2 separate regions of the Mus musculus genome follow, and region 2 is linked to region 1. Evidence: chromatin contacts called from public Hi-C data. All regions are on one chromosome and are shown on one strand. The core of a region is the stretch at or near the end of the contact, and the rest is flanking DNA. Distances in the headings are between cores, read along the strand shown. Region 1 overlaps Trappc9 (trafficking protein particle complex 9). Region 2 overlaps Trappc9 (trafficking protein particle complex 9).

Evidence for each region. Hi-C and Micro-C count contacts between places; a contact is called where the count stands out from the background.
Region 2: a contact with region 1 is called in a Hi-C map of the N1E-115 cell line, with 5 times the contacts expected there. The contact joins two enhancer-like sites. A contact is called at or near these places in 2 of 15 datasets of contacts at CTCF or cohesin (large pre-B cells and pro-B cells), 6 of 484 Hi-C or Micro-C datasets (the N1E-115 cell line, bone marrow-derived macrophages, cerebellar granule neurons and 2 more), 5 of 115 datasets of contacts at active chromatin or transcription factors (T-cell acute lymphoblastic leukemia, embryonic basal ganglia, embryonic stem cells and 2 more) and 1 of 9 other capture datasets (embryonic stem cells).

The regions. Positions count from the first base shown.
Region 1 is chr15:72,657,650-72,663,548 of GRCm38.p6, reverse strand. The region is part of intron 20 of Trappc9 (trafficking protein particle complex 9); the gene reads left to right. Among named protein-coding and RNA genes, the nearest start is that of Kcnk9, 110 kb to the right of the region's middle. Within about 2 kb of position 3,323, at least 33 of the 459 cell types and tissues checked have an H3K27ac peak or open chromatin away from gene starts, as enhancers often do. A contact at or near this core is called in the N1E-115 cell line, where this site is marked.
Region 2 is chr15:73,016,522-73,022,420 of GRCm38.p6, reverse strand. All of the region lies in intron 6 of Trappc9 (trafficking protein particle complex 9), which reads left to right. Among named protein-coding and RNA genes, the nearest start is that of Trappc9, 42 kb to the left of the region's middle. RefSeq lists an enhancer at 1-2,002. Within about 2 kb of position 2,395, at least 57 of the 459 cell types and tissues checked have an H3K27ac peak or open chromatin away from gene starts, as enhancers often do. A contact at or near this core is called in the N1E-115 cell line, where this site is marked.

The DNA of each region.
Region 1 (5,899 bases), core at 2,074-4,573:
TTGATACCTCCTCCTAATGGTCCACCTTGAGGCACATCCCTTGACCAGGGATCTCTCAGCCACAGCAAGCTTCCTCAAGGACCAGTCCCTACAGTGGCATGTCCACTGGGAAGCAATGGCTCTGACAGCTAGACTCGTATTGTTTTTTTTTTTTGTGTGTGTGTGTGTGTATGTGTGCATAAGTACACATGTGGAAAAGAGTTCTTACGTGTGCAATGTATGCTTGTCATTGTGCGTGTGTATGCCAGAGGTCAACTTTGAGAGCCATTCCCCAAGCACTTTATGTTTTTTTGTTTGTTTGTTTGTTTTAAAGATAGAGTCTCATTGCCCCAAAGCTTACCAAATTGGCTAGGCTGTCTGGCCAGTGATCCCCAGGACCTGCCTTTCTCTTTCTCTCTAACACTGGGATTATATGTGCACACGACCTTGCCCAGATTTATTTTCCCCTATGGATTCTCGAAGGTCTAATCTAACTCATGCTTATAAGACCTGTACTTGACTGGCTGAGTCATTTCCCTAGCCCTAGACTCCTCTTCAGTGTGATCAGAACCCTCCTTCACAATCTAGGCATGGTGACACACAACTGTCATCCTGGAAACTGGGAGACTGAGACAGAAGGATTGCAAGCTCAAAGCCAGCCTGGGTTAAAGAAATAGCTCTTCCTGCGTGTCTCTGCCTGCCTCACTTAGCCCAGAGATCCAGTACCGCTGCAGGGTCTCCTCGGTGTGGCATGCTTCACATGGTAGCTCAGCTGTTCATGTGAGCATCTATGTCCAAACAAGGATGCAGGATGTTAAGACCTTGGACTTTATCAGTTGGATGACTCAGATCAGCTGTGTCCCCCCCCCCCCCTCCTGTTTTGCCACGCAGGGAGGCTGTCGGGGCTGAATTACAGAGAGCAATAAGAGCCAGGAAATAGTGGTAGGATATGAATTCAGTTGTGGCTCTCTAGGTTGTGAGCAAAGCTGGTTTGTATTTCCCTGACCCTACACCGATTGAAACCCTGAGAACAAGTGAACCAGGGGGAGACAGGGTTCTGTGAGGGATATGGTTTTCTGACCACATCTCAGCTAGCGGTCATAAAAAACCAAGGCTCAGAGCCTCATGGGAAGAGCTCGGGAAAATGCTACATGTGGAGCTGGCGCCCCAAGGGTTCCTACATCCCACTGTTGCACTCACGAAAGTGGACTTGCTTCCAACCACAGGTTTAGAGAAGTCAGATGGCTCACCCACGGCCACCCCTTTCCTAGAGCTAGCCAAAGACTGGCTCATAGCCTTGCACCTTGGTTCCTTTAGACTCATGAGGAGCTCTCTTACCCTCACCTCAGAGGACTGTCCCTGGTGGCTAGAGGTGCTCGCTGGGCTCAAGTGCACTTCAGGGGTCAGGAAAGCACTGACCAGCACCAAGTGCCCAAGCTTAGAGGACATCAGCTCTGCCTTCGCTTTATGATACAACTGCTTCCCCAGAAATTCTAGGTTTCTAGTACTGCCTCTGGATGCATAGAATTGAAAAGCAGTCCTGCTAGATGGGCAGAAATTGATACAAGAGTCCTTTAGCAAAAGGCAGGATGGCTGTGAGGATCTAGGCACTCCCATGTTTCCTCTGTTGCCCAAGGATAAATAATAGCTAGGAGTCCCTGGCTAAGGCCAAAGCAAGTCAGGGCCACTGTCACTTCAGACCTTGGAGTTCTTCGGCTTCATAACCGAAGGGTCCTTAGCCCATCCGTCATCTTCAAACAACACAACACCCTGGCTCTAGCAGCTCACAGTATCATGTCTTCATGGCTTGCCTAGCCCTAATCATCCTGACCTTTCCTTAAGATCACAGTACACATTCCTTCTAAACTACATTGCTGGCATGCACCCTAAAATCCTTCAGTGTCCCATGTTCCAATATCAGAATCTAAAGGACTCAACACCCCAACACACCTCATGACCAAGATTCTCCCCTCATACCCATGTGGGTCCATGCCCTCCACCACCTCTTCCTACCCTGTGTTCGCTAGCTGATCTACACCTTGGAGTCTTAGCTGCACAACTGTCCTCTAGGGAGGCCTTACCCTGCCACCATGCCAGGTACTTGCATCTGTCTCTCCCTGTCCTCTTGCTTAGCGCTTGCTTTGTGACACACTTAAATGCGTTTTATTTCCAGTCAGACTCCAAACTCTGTCATTGGTCATGGTTCCTGCAGGAACCCCTAACCCCACCAAGCCAAGCTTTGCAAAGAAAGACAGGACTGCAGGGAAGGCGGGAAGCTTTGGGATGTGTGGAGCAGGGCAGATGCTATCAGAGGACCTTCCTGCTGGGTGTCATTTTCATTAGCTACTAAAGCTGTGGGGAAGAGATCTGAGTGCCTAAGGCCTGCCCACAGGAGCTTGTCTGTGTCCTCCTGTGGGCCAGCAGGACTACATGATGACAGACATATCAAGGTTATCTAGGAGGTCTTTCCAGCCTTGAGAGAGAGGATTCACCTCATGGAACATTATTTGCCCCGTCAAAGATATTTTTTTATGGCTATTTCTGACAGATGGTTCCTCTGAATGGAGCTTGGTGACCAGGGGTTGCCCAGAGGCTCTGACTCGAGTTTTCTTCCTCTTGTTCTTTTCTTCTCCAGCTTGCACCTTAGAGATCAAGAGGCTTTCCTCAGCAGTAGATAGATTGTAGCAGGGGGGGGGGGGGGTCTGGGCTCTGCCATCATGTGGTAAAACCCACCTGAGAGTTGGGGGTGGGTGGGGAGGAAGCTGGGGGAAGAAGTGTTTGGGTGGCTTCTCCTCCATAAGAGATGTAGCCTCCGTCAGTGGGAGCATCTACCCACCAGTCTACCCACCAATGTCAGGTATTTTCAAAGGATGAGTCAGCCTGCAGCAGTCTCTTGTTTAAATTGTTATCTCTGCTGGTATGCTCTCTCTGTCTTTGTCTGATCACTCCGGAGACACACCCAGTCTCAGACACTCATTCTTTTATTCATTGGGTGAGCACTGAGCATACACGCTTGGTGCTGGGCACACTATGAGGTTATGAAGCTTAATGTTCTGCTGTCATTGAGAACAACGTCTCAAATGGGACATCTAGCTGGGCAGTATTCCTGTCAGGGTAGACAGAGGGTCCCTTGAGACCAGGGGTGCGTGTGGCTTTTAACAAGTGAAGTCCATGGAGAGCAAAGAGCCAGACAGGGCCCCAGTTCAGTAGCCCAGCCCCCACCCGGGAGGAGGGCTATGGCTCTGGTGCTACAGAAACTTTGTAGGGAGTAAGAAAGCCCAGAATGGAGCCACAGATGTGACTCATTCTTACAGTGACATCAGCCAGGTCTGCAGCAAACCTCTTCTGTGTTCAGGGAACAAGGAGGGAAGGCAGAGGTGCCTCAGGGTAGCAAACACTGATACAAAGGACACACGGGTGTGGTATTACCCAGAGTCAGTGAACCATGGAAGGTAAAAGCCAGTGGCCTTCTAGCCTTTGGGCTGCATGCTTTCAGACAATTTTTATGTTGTCCCCACCACACCTCATTTTCTCAGGCTGTGAACGTCTAAGAAATGAGCTGCTGACATTCTTCTGTGGAACGGGAGCCGATGGATGTTAGTTCCCAAGAGCACAGTGAATTGCACTTCACCGAAGATGGGGATAGCTGGGCTCCCCCCACCCCCTCAGAAGGAAAGGAAATGGCTACCAGACTCTGTCCCACCTAGAAGAGTCTCTGAGGCTAGAGACATCCGTCTAGGAACCAGGGACGATCTGGAGACCTGGAGCCATCTCATGTGCCTAAAGGCATGGCCAGAGGTATCACCAGGAGAACATTTGTTGTGCAATAGCCTAATGGATATTGGTTATTATTCATTAGGTGTTTGACTGTCACCCAATGTATTTGCAGCAACAGAGTAGCGCTGAATATATTCTCAGTGGCAGACATGACAGCATGAAAGACATGCTCCCTAAGAAAGCTCTCTGGTGGCTCCACTGAGGGACAGAAGTGAGCTGCTGTCATGGACTCTGAAGGAAGAGTCATGATGAGAAGGTAGGGACAGGAAGGAACGATCCAGAGTCCTCCTCAGCATCTGGGTTGGGTCCCTAAAATGTCAGGTATGTGTGGGAAAGCATCAGGGGACAGCCAAGTGGACGTGCTGTAGATGCCAGGATGCTTCCAGAGACAGGTGTTCTCTAGACTAGGCCAACTCCCTGGACTGTGGGAGCCAGGTGGCGAGTCGGTGGAGCAGAAGACCATGCAGCTGAGAAAAGGACATATTCTGGATTATTTCCCATGGGGCGAGCATCCTCACTGGCAAAACCCCCACTGCTCAGGTTTGTCCCTGGATAGCTAGGGAGCCTAGCTTAGGCTTGGGCAAATGTCCTTGCAAAGATAGGAAGCCTTAGGAGAAATAAGGTGGTTATTCAGGTGGCTAAGATCCCCCATTCCCACCATCGCCAAGCGGCCGTGCACCCAGAGGCACCCAGAGGACAAGCAATGCACTTGTCCTGCTAGTATAGACGCTACATGTGTACATCACACTGGCCATAAAGTCTGTACTTGGGCCATCGGCGCTGTATAGGCCTTTCTGCTAGGCTGAGGGAGTAAATCTGAGGCTTAAGGTTCACAGTCCTTCTGTCACCTGCTCTCTGGTCCCCACACTGACACCATGCTAGTGGAGATGAAGGCCTCAAAGGCTTGACTCCTGGGTCCCTCCTCAGGATCTCTCAGTCAAGAGGTATTTGAACCCAGGTGTGTGTGTGTGTGTGTGTGTGTGTGTGTGTGTGTGTGCGTGTGTGTGTATAGCCACTCTTTTCACTCCTTTCTGACCCCTTGGGGGATAGATGGTGGCTCAGTTTGAATAGTTTTCACCAGTACCATGAACATTTTTTAAAAGCGTGATTTTCTTCAGTGTATGAAGTACAGTATCTCTAACTGGGAGCAGCCTCCTGAAAGAGTGCGTCTCTTTTTCTCATCACAAACGACATGTAAGCTAAGATTTCTCAGAGCCTTAGTCTCTCTGCCCATGGGGATTCAAGAACATGCTGCAGACAACTTTTGGGGAGCAAATCCTGTTTTCTCTTCTTTGTTGGGAATCCAAGTGAGACACCAGCTATCTGTTCACCTTAGTTGTGCACACCTACACATCTGTATACCATGGCAGACAGCTGGGAAAAACACAGGGACAGAAAGGAGCTACACAGGCCTGAGCCAGGCCTTGGCCACAGCATCCTTAAACGTGGCCTCAGCAGGCTGTCACTCTTCTGCTGGCTTCCTCCTGCATACCTACGTGGCCTCTGGCAGGGCAAGGCTTGGGGGACAAGTAGTTAAGGCAAGAACATGGAGCCCTGCATGGATACAGAGATGAGCATTCTCTTGCCTGGAGAGGAGGCAGGAGGCACTTCCATTTCTGAGTCTCCAGCTTCCGTGAAAAACATTGTGGTAGATGTGTGGCTATATGGAAGGGCCATCATAGGTGACCTTCCCAAACAACCCACAAGGCAAGGCCACCTTGGTGGAGGGTTGCGCCACTGGGCAGTTCCCACAACTCTTTCCTACCCTGCTGTTCTTTCCTCGGCTCAGCCCCTAGTGAGCTTTCCAGGGGGAGTTTTCTGTTTTTTAATCTTCAGCCTTCCCTCTCATGTCTCAGCAAACCAGTGAGGCTTAGAGTCTCTCCATTCTGCCCTGACAGCTCTTATCAATCTCCCCCCTAATTAAAGCAAGCAGCCTTGGCAGCGGGTCTCCCCTGCGTCATCTGGGATTGGTTTACAGCAACAGCAGCAGAGATCGGGCCTTTCTTCTGCCTCCTACCACGTCCCCAGGGCTGTCAGCAAGGATGCCTCTTGGCTATGAGAATAGAATCTTCGAGGCATAGATGGGGAGGGCCAAGGATGCATAGCTCCAGCTGGGCAGATGTGGAGACAGGTAGGTAGACTG
Region 2 (5,899 bases), core at 1,146-3,645, 360 kb before region 1:
CTGTGCAATGGTCATGAGGGTTTCACAGGCAAATGACAAGGTTCATATGAGAACAGAGGGGCTGGGACTTGAGTCATCATTTTCCCCTGTTTGTGAATAGAGGAGCCATGCAGCACCCTCTCAGCTTGTCTTCTGTGGAGAGCAAGCAGCCACCTCTCTCCTTTACTTAGTGCCGCTGCACACCGTCTGGGAACAGCAGGGTGGCAAGGAGGCTGCAAACCTCACTGGCATCCATTCACAGACTTCTTGAAGTAGGAATCTGTTCCTTGAGATTCTGTGGTCTAAATGTAGCCACCCCTATCTGCAGAGGGAGGTTAGGAAAAGGAACAATGATTCAGGCACCAAAGAAGATGGTGGCTTAGAGGTGAGGGGTCCCTGGGACACGTGTTCATGCACCCTTTGTGTTCCTTCCCTTCCCTTCCCTTGCCTCTGGGATGGGCAGGAGTGACTCTAGGCAAAGTGTTTCTGTCTGCCTGCCTGCTAGCCTGCTCCTGAAGTCCAGTGAGCTGCAGACAGTCATGGTCCACACTGGCCGGCGCTGAGGAGGGGAAACCGGCTGATAAACAAAAGACATGGAGGCAAACAATTCCCAAGTGAGTCAGATCTACAGAAACAAAGACCACGCTCCCATTGGATACCTTCTGCGGAGGAGCAGCTCGGGAGGCCTTCATCCCAGGAGCATAAGCACTGTTGCAATGTAGAGCAAGGTGCAACAAAGAAAGATGCACAGGCTGCGATGACTGTCTCCCCTGTAGCTGGCTGGTGGGGCTTGTGGCGGCTCCATCTGGTGCTGAGCAGACCCTGAGAAAGGTCTCGTCAGTTCCTTTCCTCACCACTTGCAGCCAGTTTTAAAGACAGGGAAACTGAGGGGTGAGACCCAGCTCAGCTCACAAAGTCTCCCATTGTTCTTTCAGTCCCCCTCGCTCCCTCGCTTGTGTGATTCCAAAAGCCCAACCCGGTGGCAGCTCCCCTCCCCCACCCTAGGCTGCCTGAGGGACTGAATACATTTTTGTTTTCAACAGAAAATGGCAGGTGACCTTACGAGAAAGTGCTACTGAGGAAGTGTCTGGAAAACTAGACCAGCTTCTGAGGGTCGCAGCGTGGCCCCGTCCTCCGCCTCCTCACATCTCTAAGTTCCAGAACAATTGGTGCCCTTTAAAACATTCTCCTTTATGAGACTTTAGAGGGGACTTTCAACCTCTTTGTCTTTGGTTAATTTTCTTTGCAAAGCCATTCAGATTTTATGCAGGCTACTCTGTTCAGATGCAAGAACAGCCTCCTCCTCCTCGGATTTCTTTTTTGATGGGTTTCCTTAATGAAGCTGTTGCTAAGGAAACCCTGCAAGAGCCTGGTAGGCACCAGAGTGACTGCATCCCTAGTGCTCCTGTCAGGTTGAGCTCAGAGTCAGAAGGGTGGGAGAGTGGGGAAGGGTGTCATCTGGGGAAGGGGCTGAGGTAATGCTGTGACAGGTCAAAGCTGGCCAACTGGCCAATGGCTTCCAGGGCCAGTCAGTCCGTGGGGGAACTGTGGGGGAACCGTGGGGGGATCCACAGCTCTTACAAGGAAACCATTGAATGGGGGGGGGTGGAGAAGGAAGGTCACCTGCTAGATTCCTTTCTGGAATTGAGAGGAGAGAGAGAGAGAACTGAGAAATTTCTGGTCTAACAGGATTCTGGTGTGTGGCTTGACTAAGAGTCCAGGAGAGTGGAAGTCTGTGAGGACAGTGAGGGGGGCTCAGTCATTCCAGAGCCAGGGGTCTGCAGAGACCCCTTGGGGGCCAGCTCTGCTCTACCCCCTCCCCTCCCCCTCCCAACTTGGAAAGGCACTGCCCATTGAGCTGAGTTTCAAATCTCCACTCTAACCAGAAAAGGTGATAAAAGAAGCCAGACCTCAGTGCCCTGCAGGCAGCTGTAATTTTTAAGGAGGGGTGAGAGGGATACTTGGGAATTCCTCTTTGGAGACTTGCAAGTCACTTTGGTCTCATGGGCTTGGGGAATCTTGGCTTTCCCTCTCCGCTTTAGCAGTTAGGAACCTTAGCATCAAGTCTACAGATACCTTAATAATTACACCCACTTCCTGGCAGGCATTTTTCTGATCGAACCTTCCTCTGGTTTTATTTAACTATAATCTCATTTTTTTCACCTTGATTTTTTTTTTTTATATTTTGGCTGTTACTGCTCTTAAATTGTGTGTGTTTAAAAAATTGATTTTACATTCTTCTTTAGAACAAGGCAGAATGTAAACAGATGCAGGCACGGAGAGTAGCGCAGGCGCACTGCAGACACAGAGAGAACCGCAGGCACACTGCTTTTGGAGGTTCCAGGGTATTTACCTTAGGAGGTTACAGCTGAGGTGAATGTTAAAACTGTGTTTTCAGTAGGCGAGTCTGGTAATACACGCAGACTCTGGAGAAGGGATGGGGGCTTATTCATCTCTCTGTGCAGGCACAGTGCTTGTCAGAGAAGAGACACTTATTAATCTCTGACGCATGATTCATCCGGCTGCTCTCTCCAGTGTCGGCACCGCTCCGAGCAATGACAGCGGTGACCATTGGTAGGGATGCAAGGTGTCCCACGAAGAGCTCCACAACCTTTCTGCGTTTAACACTTCAAGGCCCTCCTGTGAGGAATTGTTTTTATTAGTTCATATTTGTTATGCACAGCAGACTTGGTTTTTATTCGGGAGAGCTTCAAGGCTCTGGAAGATTGCTAGAGTGGTGCAGCCAACACTGGGATGCCCACTGGCTAGAGGGTGGTGCCTGCCCTCGGCACCCAGCTAGCTTGCCTGGCACAGGTTTGCAAGTTTGTTCCCATCATAGTGGAAGTCAGTACCTATTTCCTTTCTGTGGCCAGATACTAGCCACTCTTTTTTATAGGTCTGGCTTTTCCTTTTATGCACCAGTGGACAGCAGGGGCTGCTGCCTCCTCCTCCTCCTCCTCCTCCTCCTCCTCCTCCTCCTCCTCCTCCTCCTCCTCCATCTCCTCCTCCTCCTTCTGGCTGTTGAAAGATGCTACCGTGAACACTGACATGCAGGTTTTGTGGAATGTGTTTTCACTCCGTGTGGGATGTACATTTGGGCCATATCCCACTCTGCAGCGTTTTGAGGCACTGTCAGATTGCTGAGGATGGCTACCACCAGGATCTGAGGGCTCCATTCTCCATTCAGGAGGCCCTGAATAGGTGGGACCTGCATCTTTGACTGCAGCTGCTGTAGTAGCAAGAAGGGAAGGAGGGATTCGTGGCTCTGGTTTAATCTGCATTTCCCTCGTGCCCCGTGTTGTTGAGCATCTTCTCCTGTGCTGACCGGCCATCCACACATTTCCATTACAGTCCTTTGCAGCCTTTACTGTCTTTGGAGCCAGGGATTGAACTCAGAGTCTCATGCACATTGAACACAAACTGTACCACCCAGACCATCAATCCTTCGCTGGCTCTGCATGTTGTATGGATGTAGGAGCTCTTAGTGTGATCCAGAGGGTGCATTCTTGTCAGGTCTCCGCTCTGCAGGAACGTGCACCATTTCATTTGTCTTTTGAGAGAGACGACACTCTTGTTTTCTTGCTCAGACTGGTCTTCAATTCTAAGGCTCGAGGGATGGGCACATTTCATCCTCCAAGTGGCTGAGACACCTGAGTGTCCACCACCATGGCCCTGCCCACTTGTGACGTCTTTCACAGACATGCCTTTCTTCCTTTGATGGAATCCAGTTTCTCTGCATGTTATGTTAGCACACCGCATATGCTTTTGGTGTGGTTCAGGAGAGATCACTGAGCCCAAAGCTCCACTGTTTGCTTTTTGACAGGATGTGTCTATGTAGCCCAGGCTGGTCTCATACTTGCTATGTAGACCAGGCTATCCTCAAAGTCTGGGCCTTCTGCTCCAGCTTTCCAAGAGCTGGGATTATAAGCACGTGTCACCATGCTTGATCTTTTATGGTAAATTTAGTGTTGGAAATTTATCTTTTTCAAGATTTTTTTTTCCTGACTCTTCTGGGTGTCTTCCATTTCCATATGAAGTTTAGGATAAACCTGTTAGTTTTTTCAAAGAAGCCAGCAAGGATTTGGATGCTGACTTCATTGCCTCTGTAGGCGAATCTGGGGAGTTTAGCCATAGTAACCATCATAGTGGTATGCACCTGTGACCACAGCACTCTGTAGGATGTAGGAGGAGGGTGGAGAGTTCAGGGCTACTCTGGTTACAGAGTGAGTTCTAGACTAGCCTAGGCGACATAGCTCTGTCTCAGCTCTTCCAATCTCCCTAAAAAGCAAAACAAACCACATTGTCTTTCATCCTATGAATAGAGAGTGTCTGTATAAAGAGCTGAAATCACCGCCCCCCATTCTCTTTCCTTTCTTCTCATCCCTCTTGCCTTCCCCCCTCCTCTTCTCTTCCACCTCCACCTTTTCCTCCCTTTTCCCCTCCCTTCTCTGCCTCTTCCCAGCACAGGGGATTGAACCCTCAGATTCACACATAGCAGGCAAAGAGCTCCACTCATGAACCGCAGAGCCGCAGTCTCAGCCCAGGGGGATCCCTCAGCCCCCTCCATGGCTTCCTGCTGCAATGGCGGTTTCTTTTTTAGTTTCTGGTTTTGCTTCCCTTGTTTGTATTTCGCATGTTCACTTCCTGTTTTATCTCATTGCCTGGGTTAGATGACGTGTTTTTGGGAATTTCCAGTTGAAGGTAGATTATCGTCCCATTTTCTGAATTCAGTACTTTTCTTAGTTTTCAACATTTTTTTCAAGGTTCTGTCTATTTGGAACTGTAGCTTAAAAACAAATTCATAAAGATTTCAGTCCAGCGAAGAATTCCTTATAAAGCAGGCAGAATTGGGAAAGTGATCTGTTTTAGCTCTTTTAGCTTTTTCTCTTTTAATGTATATAAAAGAAACTTAATTTTCTAAACTTAAAGAAGTGTTTTTAGGTAGGCATCGCTCTGTGCTGCCCACGCTGATCTGCTCTGGGACTCAAGTGACTCTTCTGTTCTAGCCTTTAGGTACCTCACTGGTCCTACTGTGTGCACCACTATGTCAGGCTAAGTGGACATTATGTGTAGTTTTGAATATGTAATCTCTCTGTGTGGTAGCTGCAGATATTATGTAGAAAACACAGTGTGTCTGTGTCTTGTATTCTGGAGAGTGTGCAGGCGAGTTGTGTCCCAAAGCTCCTTCCCATGATGCTTTGGCCTTTAGAGCTCTGTCGCTTTTTGCAGTTTCAAAGGCATTCCTGGCCGACTCATTTAGTTATAACCTGTGATTTTAAAAGTCTATCCACAGAGGCTGGAGAGACAGCTCAGATGTTAGGAGCGCCTGCTGCTTTTGCATAGGATAGGAGTTCAGTTCCCAGCAACCGTATCTCGTGGGTTACAGCCACCCTGTAATTCCAATTCCAGAGGATCTTAGGCTTCCTTCTGACCTCCGTGGGGCACCCGTATTCATGATTCATGTGCACACGCACACACACCTCTCACATGTCTTCAGTGACAGTCAAATGCCCTGTTGTTTTGAACACCTACTGAGAACTGTAGACCTTTCCTAAATGTCCACATTACTTCATTTTAGCCTTTCCAGCCACCAAAAACATTAGACTATGCCCTCTTTCTCCAAGAGGCAAAATGGCAGAGCTGGCTACTTGATGGACTATGGCTCAGTGTGCTAACTGCACTGTGCTGCCCTCTGCTCTGCCCTGCCAGACTGTTCCAACAACGCCACCACCTTCCTTCTGATGTTGGAACGAAGCGGGTCTCCGCTTACTTTGCATTTGGAACTGGACTGGTGAGCTGATACCAATGACTAAGGCCTCTCAGCTTGAGTGTCTTCGAGATGCTTCTGCTAGAAATTTGCATAAACATCTGGGCCCTGGACTCAGAGGTTGTGACTACTCAGCCTGCTGAAAAATCAGGA